3 separate regions of the Mus musculus genome follow, and regions 2 and 3 are each linked to region 1. The links are chromatin contacts, called in public HiChIP or PLAC-seq maps. All regions are on one chromosome and are shown on one strand. The core of a region is the stretch at or near the end of the contact, and the rest is flanking DNA. Distances in the headings are between cores, read along the strand shown.

Region 1 (2,700 bases), core at 1-2,500:
TTTTTTTTTAAAATCTAGTTATATGGATAAAGTTGGCAAAATGGCTGTTCATATTCACGAAGCTGGCAGCCCAGTAGAAGCTGCTGGCTGCAGGTCACAGGGGTGCACCAGATGAGGGAGATGAGAAGTAACGGGACAGAATGGGGATAGGACGTGTCGGGGGACACTGCTCCAACTCTAGTTAAGTCCCCTGGGTTTAATTCCCAAACCACAGTTGGGATGGCGGTGAGAAGGCAATAAAAATAGGAAATCTCATAGGGCATGCTTATAATCTAGTGCTTGGGAGTTCGAGGTCAGCCTGGCTCAAGGCTAGCAGTGTAAGGATGGGGCCGAATAAATCCTGCGTGGCTCGCAAGGAACATGTCCGCAGGAGCTCGCTGCTGAGTTCACAGGGCGGAGCATCGCCAGCGGCTACCGCAGGCCTGGCTCGGGCCTGGTCTGGGTTACCCGGTCTCAAGGGCTTTGGTGGTGTTCCCTCTCATGGGCTTGCTTCGGCGGGCAGAGTGGCACGGGGCAAGAGTCGCATTGGATTAATGGAGCCACCAGCCCACCGTAAACGGCCAATAACCGCCTTGGGGTCAGGCCGAGGCCCTCCATCTTTGTGCCGCCCCTAGGGGAGCCGACGCCGGGTGCGGGCCGGCCCCCAACAGTCAAGTTTTTAAAAAGTCCGCGCGGGGGCCACCCGGGCTGATCCGTTGGGAACGGCCAGAATTCCCGCGAGGACGAAGCGTGCGGGCGACAGAGGGTTCCGCACGGGAGGCGCCGGGCCAGTGCTCGAGAGGAGCGCGCCCGTCCCGCGGCAGCGGAAAACGGAAGTGGGTCTGAGGAGCAGCCGCTGATTGGCCGGCAGGTCACGTCCCTCAAGGGGCTGGCGCGAACGCCACTGCGGAGCTGGGCCTGGGCATCCGGCGAGGGGAGGGAGGGAGGGACGACTGCGGGAACAGCCGCGCGGTCGCCAGGAAACGCTCCACGGAGACGCGCGGAGGGCTCTGGCGGGCGGTCTCCCGGGCCCCGCGGCCCCGCGGCCCCGCGTCGAGTGCGAGCGCGGAGGCGGAAGGAGCGGCGGTCGCCGAGGAGCCCCAGGCCCGGACCGGGGTGGTGGGGAAACCGCGGAGGGCGGGGAGGCCGCGACCGAGAGCGGCGCTGCGGCGCGGTGGGCGGGACCAAGGCGAGCGGCCAGGCGATTGGCCGGCGTCCCGGCGTCGCTTGTGACGCACCGCGCGGGGAGGGTGCGCGCGCCTTCAGCGGCCTCTTTGTGTGGTGTCCCGATAGGGGAGCGGAGGTGGCGGCCGCGGCGGCCCCGGTCGGGTTCCAGCGTCCTCGGCTCGCCCTCGGGCCGGCAGCGCGCCCCTTCCCTCCCCCTCCCGCCCCTTCCCCGCCGGCGGTGGCGGCGGCGGCCGGGCCCGGGCTCGGACGAGGCCTCGGCGACCGCTAACGGGCGACGGCGACGCGGCGGAGCGCGCAGGGCGGGGGCAGGGCCCGGGCGGCCGACATGGAGAACTCGCAGCTCTGTAAGCTGTTCATCGGCGGCCTCAATGTGCAGACGAGTGAGTCGGGGCTGCGCGGCCACTTCGAGGCCTTCGGGACGCTGACGGACTGCGTGGTGGTGGTGAACCCCCAGACGAAGCGCTCCCGCTGCTTCGGCTTCGTGACCTACTCGAACGTGGAGGAGGCGGATGCCGCCATGGCCGCGTCGCCGCACGCGGTGGACGGCAACACGGTGGAGCTGAAGCGCGCCGTGTCGCGGGAGGATTCGGCGCGGCCCGGGGCGCACGCCAAGGTGAAGAAGCTGTTCGTGGGCGGCCTCAAGGGCGACGTGGCGGAGGGCGACCTGATCGAGCACTTCTCGCAGTTCGGCGCGGTGGAGAAGGCGGAGATCATTGCCGACAAGCAGTCGGGCAAGAAGCGCGGCTTCGGCTTCGTCTACTTCCAGAGCCACGACGCGGCCGACAAGGCCGCGGTGGTCAAGTTCCACCCGATCCAGGGCCACCGCGTGGAGGTGAAGAAGGCGGTGCCCAAGGAGGATATCCACGCGGGCGGCGGGGGTGCGCGGGCGGCCCGGGGCGGGCGCGGCGGAGGCCGGGGCCGCGGCGGCGGAGGCGGCGGCGGCGGCCGAGACCAGAACGGGCTGGCCAAGGGCGGCGGTGGCGGCGGCGGCGGCTACAACAGCTACGGCGGCTACGGGGGCTACGGCGCCTACGGGGGCGGTGGCGGCGGCGGCGGCTCATACGGCGGCAGCGACTACGGCAACGGCTTCGGCGGCTTCGGCAGCTACAGCCAGCACCAGTCCTCGTACGGGCCGATGAAGAGCGGCGGAGGCGGCGGCGGCGGCGGCAGCTGGGGCGGCCGCAGCAACAGTGGACCGTACAGAGGCGGCTACGGCGGCGGCTACGGCGGAGGCTCGTTCTAGAAGCCGGGTTCCGGATGCCGGCGGCGGGCGCGGCCATCGTCGCCCTCCGCGCCCGCCCCAGGTGCCCTCGGGGGAAGCCGCTCACCCTGGGGGGCACGACACCCCCCGCTTGCCTGCCCGTTACCCCCCCTGAAGGTGGACTCGGCCCCACACACACACATTTTTGTGTTACAGTCATTGATGGACTCTATTTTTTTATTATTACTTGGACCTTGGTCGTTTTTATACTAGCAAAAAAATGTCTTGTTTTAATTTGTGTTTTTTGGGGGGGCGGGTGGGCGGGCGGGAGT
Region 2 (2,797 bases), core at 195-2,694, 340 kb before region 1:
AATTCTTGATGGCATCCAATATATCAATGTCTCGGGTTCTCTAGAGAAATAGAAGCAATGGGATGAATATATACACAGTCAAAGGGGATTTATTAAATGGACCTATATGATATGATCCAGGTAGTCCATCCATGGCTGCCTCACACCTGGGAGCTGGGACCTCTCCCTCTGCTGCTCTGTAAGGGTGTGGATGGCCTCAAGGCCCACTCAGATCATCTCCCCCATCAAAATCCTAACTTGTCACACCTGTAAGTCCCTTACTTCTTAGAGGACAACCTACGGTTCAGGCATTAGACCAACCAATGTGGACGGGAGAAGGGTCCTTTCTTAGCCTTCTGTACTACGTGTGAATTAAATCTCAACAAAGCCTCTTTCCCAATTGGAAAAAAAATGTAAATAAATAAAAATATACACAAAACATATTTGTGTTATAAACTTTCAAGAGACAGTGAAAGATGGCAAATGATTTGCCTATAAATTTTGCTATCTTGATTTGAATAAACCAACAACAAAAGGACATTTTGGAGACAAAGAAAGCCGACATGGGCTGGGTTTGTAAATAACCCTGAGAACTTATTTTTGAGGTAGGAGTACAGAGGGTAGGGTGTTTAGATCCTCTTGGCTAGAATGTCTGCAGGACCTGCTGTCTGTGGTAGCCTTCAGATTCTGGCAAAGGAGGGAGATCATGCTGAATAGGGTCTGGAAGTGAGCCAGCGGTGTGCCAGCGGTGAGCCAGTGGTGAGCCAGCGGGCACAGGCAGGACTGGCCAGGCTGGAGAAGGTTCATCTCTTCATTCTTATAGATTTGAACTTTGTGTGTGTGTGTGTGTGTGTGTGTGTGCGCGCGCGCGCGCGCGCGCGTGCATATGAGCAAATACATTACATTTATGGAAACAAGTTTAATTTTCTGAATTCTGAAAAACATTTATATGTTAGCTTTAAGAAAATACAAGATCTTCCCTGATATTTTCATAACACAATTCTAACATTTAAAAAGTTTTTTTTAAAGGACTTTTAGAAATGCACTCAGTTTCCCTCTGGTCTTACCCCAAATCTCTTCAATTAACGCCATTTTCTGTATGCATGACATAGCGGGGTGGTGAGGCTTTTCCCTAAAGAAATTGATTTTTCCCCCCAAAGAGTAGATAAATAAGGGCTTTCAAATGTCTCATTTCCAAAAGTACTCCGGGCTCTCGCTCTCTCTTCAGCATTTTTTAAAGCGCTTTTAGAAAGCGCAATCTTGAGATTGAATCAGCCGCTGCACCTGCAGCCCCGGCTTCAAGTGCCCCACTGTTTAGGAAGAAGCCCCGCACACTTGCCCTTTGTATCGCTTTTGTTTCCAAAAGAAAAAGTCAAATCTACCGCAGTCTTCCTCTAAACGGAAAATAAAAGGCTTGAGGGCAGCCACAGAACAGGGCAGGGCGGAAGGGGACCTTTGGCGGAGCAGACACCGGCGGTTAGCATCTATGGCTGCGGTCAGGCAAGAACTTGGCTGTGAGCGCCTGAAGAGGAGTTGTCTGAACCCGAAGAAGGTTCGCGGGCTGGGGTGTGCAGCTCTTTCGCAGCCAAGGATTCACAACGTCCTTCCAAATCCCCAGACCTACCCCACAAGTGGAAGAGTTGCTTATTTTGAATTTGGTCTGACTCTTTTGTTATCTATTGAGGTTGTAAAGACTTGTAAATGTACACATTTTCAAAGAGCCCGGGGAGGTGTCTACGAAACAAGGCTTTCTGAGTCTCAAACCTAGTGCTCCCCCACACAGAAACAGACGCCCGTGGCGCTTTCTTTTTATATCTTTTGGTAGTTTTGGTTCGTTTGGTTTCATTTTTTTTTTAATTGTGTATGCGTGTGAGTGTGGACATGTCAAGTCCCCTGGTGCTCATGTGGAGGTCAGAGCACACCTTCCAGCTATTAGTTGACTTTGAGTATCACTATAGTTATCTTGTCTTCTTTTTTTTCTTATGTTATAGATTATCATTTTATTTAAGAGAAAATTCAAGATTCAACCCACTTAAAAAGAAACAAACAAACAAAAAAAAATTCGCCCGCTTGTAGAAAGACTCCTGGCATCACCACTGGCCTTTAGGATACCAATGCAATACATTCCAGAGACTAGCCTTTTTTTTTTTTTTTTTTTTTTTTCCTGTAAGTGTCTTAGCTCCACATTGTGAACATTAGAGAAGATCAACAATCCAGACTTAAATCGAATAGCTTTGCTTGCATTGCAGATGCTGCGTCCCTTCTTCAGTGGCTTGGCAATCAGCGGCCGGGTACTGCTCTGAAGAATTCAATCAAATTGGCATTGAAGACCTGTCAGTCATCACCATTAGGAACGCGGAAGCTGCAAAAGTGGAGCTGGGGGAGGGGGGGGGGGCCGGCTGGCTGTCAGTGTAGCTTTCTCAAATTAGCCTAAGCTTCTTCAGTGCTACCTTTTCTGGGCCACACAACTTTCTTCGTGGCTTTCAGGGTCAATCTCTAGTGACCCACTTTCTCCTCCGAGGTGGTGCCTCCTCAAAGTTCCTCAGCGTTCTGAAACCACCAGGTGGGAAATGCAGTTCAGAGGTTTATAAAGTCCGCTGTGGGCATGGCGGAAAGCATGGCAGGACTCCGACAGTCGTGGTGCTGAGGAGCCAGCTGAGAGTTCTACATCTGGATCCACAGGCAGCAGGAAGAGAGCACCTCTTTGTGTTTATTCAAGTGTTAAGTCTATGTATTTCCCAATACAGATATAAACTACTTGTTTTTAAAGATTTGTTTATTTCCTGTATGTGAGTACACTGTAGCTGTCTTCAGATAC
Region 3 (2,859 bases), core at 136-2,635, 390 kb before region 1:
CTCTCTACCACGGTGTTCTGAGGATTAATTCATGTCATCTGACTTAGCGTCGGGTCAAAATATGTCCTATCTGCTTAGGGGTTTCTAATTTTAGTTTTTAAATATAAGGAAGATGGCCAGCAATGCTTCTATTTATTATGAAGAGCCACTATCTGCCTCACTTATAATTTATAATGCATTACCATGCTGTTCCCAAACAGATATTGGATGTGGGTACGCATGGTTGGAGTGGTCATATGAAATGAAGATTATAACCCAGGAGAACATTAGAATGTTTTATATTCATGATCCCACTGAGCCAGAAACTGAAGTCTGTGCAGGCAGGCTGCCCTACAGAGGCAGGGGAGAGAAGGATAAGAGACTAATAGGCTACAGAAGAGAGATTTAGCAAGGAACTGGGAAGAGAGAACAAAAACCCTTGGCCAGAGAATGTCAGAAAATCACTCCTGAGGCTGCCAGTCAAATACCCAGAGTCCATACATGTCAAGTCAGATGGATTCAAATCCTGTTCCCACACTCACTAGATGTGTGACCACAGGCAGTAATTTCACTAAGCCCCTGATATCAGGACAGTGATTGTACTTGCTAGGTGAAGCGATAGCATGTCCAGAACTAGGGTTGTTTTATTTTGTTTTGTTTTGTTTTTGGAATGATTAAAAGCATCACGGGCTACTTGTGCATTCTAGGTTCTGCCGCTGAGCTACATTCCAGGACATTTATATGCAGACATAAAATATATACATATATCTCAAATACACATCCATTCCAAGCGTAAAATCAGTAAATTCTATACACTTTAGCCAACAATAGCATTTTCTCAAGCTAGTCTGAGGATTTTAGTTAAAATTCAAACCACATCTTATCGAGTCTGTCTCATAGTTAAGCTGGTCTTGTAACTTACTATCATATAAAAAACTGCCCCCAAAGCTTAATGAGGTGATCAACCAAGTTGCTGGGAGGTGATGGGTCAGCTCAGTGGTTCTTGCTTGGAGCACGTTAGATTCAAGACCAAATGCAACTGGACCCATGTCATCTGCAGGATTAACGCACACGCCTAGTGACTATACTTAAACACACAGTGGCTTCCTGCTTATCAGCCTTCAAAAGGTCTCTCCTTATGGGAAGACTGGGACAAAACGAGCCAGTTGGAAACAGCAGGCAGGGTGCCGATAACATGGTGCACTCAAGGTAGACTAGCTGTTGTATAGTCTCTGCATTCCCCAAAACCATATTCAAAGAGTCAACAGAGGCTACAAAGCTGCTTGTGATGTGGAAGCACAATGATGTCATTTCTGTCCTGTCAGTCAGGGCTAGTCACAGTCCAGCCTGTGACAGATTAGATAAGGAAGTGAAATGGGTCATACTTGTCAGGGGGAATGGCATGTGTAAGTAAAGAGGAAACAGCTTACAGATGCTCTGTCAGAGGTCCCACATGTGTCACACAACCCTCTCTAACTCCAGCCTCAGAGGATCTGATGCCCTCTTCTGGCCTCCTCGGGCAGTGCACTTCCGTTCCTTCCTCCTATCTCCTTCGAAAGCATAAAAGACAGCGCAGACAATGAAGGTAGTAGGTCCTGAGTAAAATACCCTAGGTGATTGTCTTAAATATCTTATTCATTTATTCTTATTTTACGTGTATGGGTGTTTTGCCTGCAGGTATGTCTGGGCACCACATGCGTTCAGTGCCCGAGGAGGCCAGAAGAGGGTGTCAGATCCTCTGAGGCTGGCGTTACAACAGAGGGTTGAGTGACACCACGTGAGTCCTCTGCCAGAGCGTCCAGGGCTCTTAACCTCCAAGCAGTCTCTCCTGCTCCTGTATTCAAATTTCAAACATCATTGTTCTACAAATAATATTCGTTAATTTTTTTTTGCAAATTAGTATATAAACCTAAGTAAATAAAATAAATGAATCCCCACCATGCTGGGCTGGGTACCAATGACGGTCCTCTCTGCCTGATTGGCAGACACCGCTGTTCAGTTTTCTCTCCTTTGACTAGTAACTTGGCTCAGGGAAGTTAATCAAGTGAGCCGAGGAGTCAGGAGCCTGCTCCCAGATGTCACAGCAGACCCGGGGCTTAGATAGTAAGTGGGCTGGAGGAGACAGATTATTTGAGCAGATGCCACATTCAAGTTGTAGATGGGAGCAACTGCTGTCCTATTTGCTCAGGTGATTGACAGTCATAAATGGAGCAGCCCGCATTGAGACTCAGCCCCAGGACACTAACACCAGTGATGATAGCTAATCAGATATGGAAGGTGACACTGTGTCTCTAATTTTACAGGATGAAAGCCGCGCGTTCCTCCCCACCACAGTTTACTCCAGATCTTCAAGGGCCCATGGCCTCATTCCTATTCCCGATATCAAAAAGAGCAAAACAGAACAGCAGGCAGGCCTTACTCAGTTCCCTGTGTCACATATCCCAAAGGCCCAGGCTTCACTAGCTTAAAATCACAAAATAAAGTTACAATCCTCCCCAGTTATTACTTTTAAGAGGTTTATTTACTTTCATTTTAGGTTCATCTATTTCTTGCATCGTGTATGTGTCCCACATGCATTTCCAATGCCTATAGAAGCCAGAACATATGGCGTGCCACCATATGGGTGCCAGGAGCCAATCCCAGGTCCTCTGGAAGAGCAGCCAGTGCTCTTAACCTCTGAGACGTCTCGCAGCCCCAAAGGTGCATTTCTTTATGACATAAAAGCTATCTTCAGTTCGCAATTTCTCTCGGGAGAGGAGGGTCTCTCCTCCTGCTCCTCTCGGCCCCGTAGAACTGTTTCTCACTCTAGAATGGTGACTTGCTGGCTGACACCTAGAAGACGCTTATTGCTGCCACCGCCGCTGTTGAGGACTTTAGAGT

The links. HiChIP or PLAC-seq counts read pairs in DNA pulled down with a chosen protein or histone mark.
Region 2: an H3K27ac HiChIP or PLAC-seq map of embryonic stem cells shows a contact between it and region 1, with 22 times the contacts expected there. The contact joins the enhancer-like site here to the promoter of Hnrnpa0 in region 1. A contact is called at or near these places in 1 of 39 promoter capture datasets (pre-B cells), 2 of 484 Hi-C or Micro-C datasets (both in embryonic stem cells) and 8 of 115 datasets of contacts at active chromatin or transcription factors (effector CD8 T cells, embryonic stem cells, memory CD8 T cells and 1 more).
Region 3: an H3K4me3 HiChIP or PLAC-seq map of bone marrow-derived macrophages shows a contact between it and region 1, with 3 times the contacts expected there. The contact joins the enhancer-like site here to the promoter of Hnrnpa0 in region 1. A contact is called at or near these places in 5 of 39 promoter capture datasets (the C10 cell line, erythroid cells, hematopoietic stem and progenitor cells and 2 more), 1 of 484 Hi-C or Micro-C datasets (bone marrow-derived macrophages), 11 of 115 datasets of contacts at active chromatin or transcription factors (the 230-238 cell line, the SCID.adh cell line, bone marrow-derived macrophages and 5 more) and 1 of 9 other capture datasets (embryonic stem cells).

What each region holds. Positions count from the first base shown.
Region 1 is chr13:58,127,106-58,129,805 of GRCm38.p6, reverse strand. Hnrnpa0 (heterogeneous nuclear ribonucleoprotein A0) reads left to right here and starts at 1,250. Exons shown (of 1, transcript NM_029872.1): 1 at 1,250-2,700. The coding sequence starts at 1,493. The coding sequence ends at 2,410.
Region 2 is chr13:58,470,573-58,473,369 of GRCm38.p6, reverse strand. It overlaps Gm40966 (a long non-coding RNA gene), which reads left to right. Exons shown (of 3, transcript XR_873533.2): 3 at 2,229-2,742. Among named protein-coding and RNA genes, the nearest start is that of Gm40966, 5.5 kb to the left of the region's middle. Within about 2 kb of position 1,444, at least 66 of the 459 cell types and tissues checked have an H3K27ac peak or open chromatin away from gene starts, as enhancers often do. A contact at or near this core is called in effector CD8 T cells and embryonic stem cells, where this site is marked.
Region 3 is chr13:58,515,032-58,517,890 of GRCm38.p6, reverse strand. No RefSeq gene overlaps it. Among named protein-coding and RNA genes, the nearest start is that of Gm38494, 30 kb to the left of the region's middle. Within about 2 kb of position 1,385, at least 23 of the 459 cell types and tissues checked have an H3K27ac peak or open chromatin away from gene starts, as enhancers often do. A contact at or near this core is called in bone marrow-derived macrophages, where this site is marked.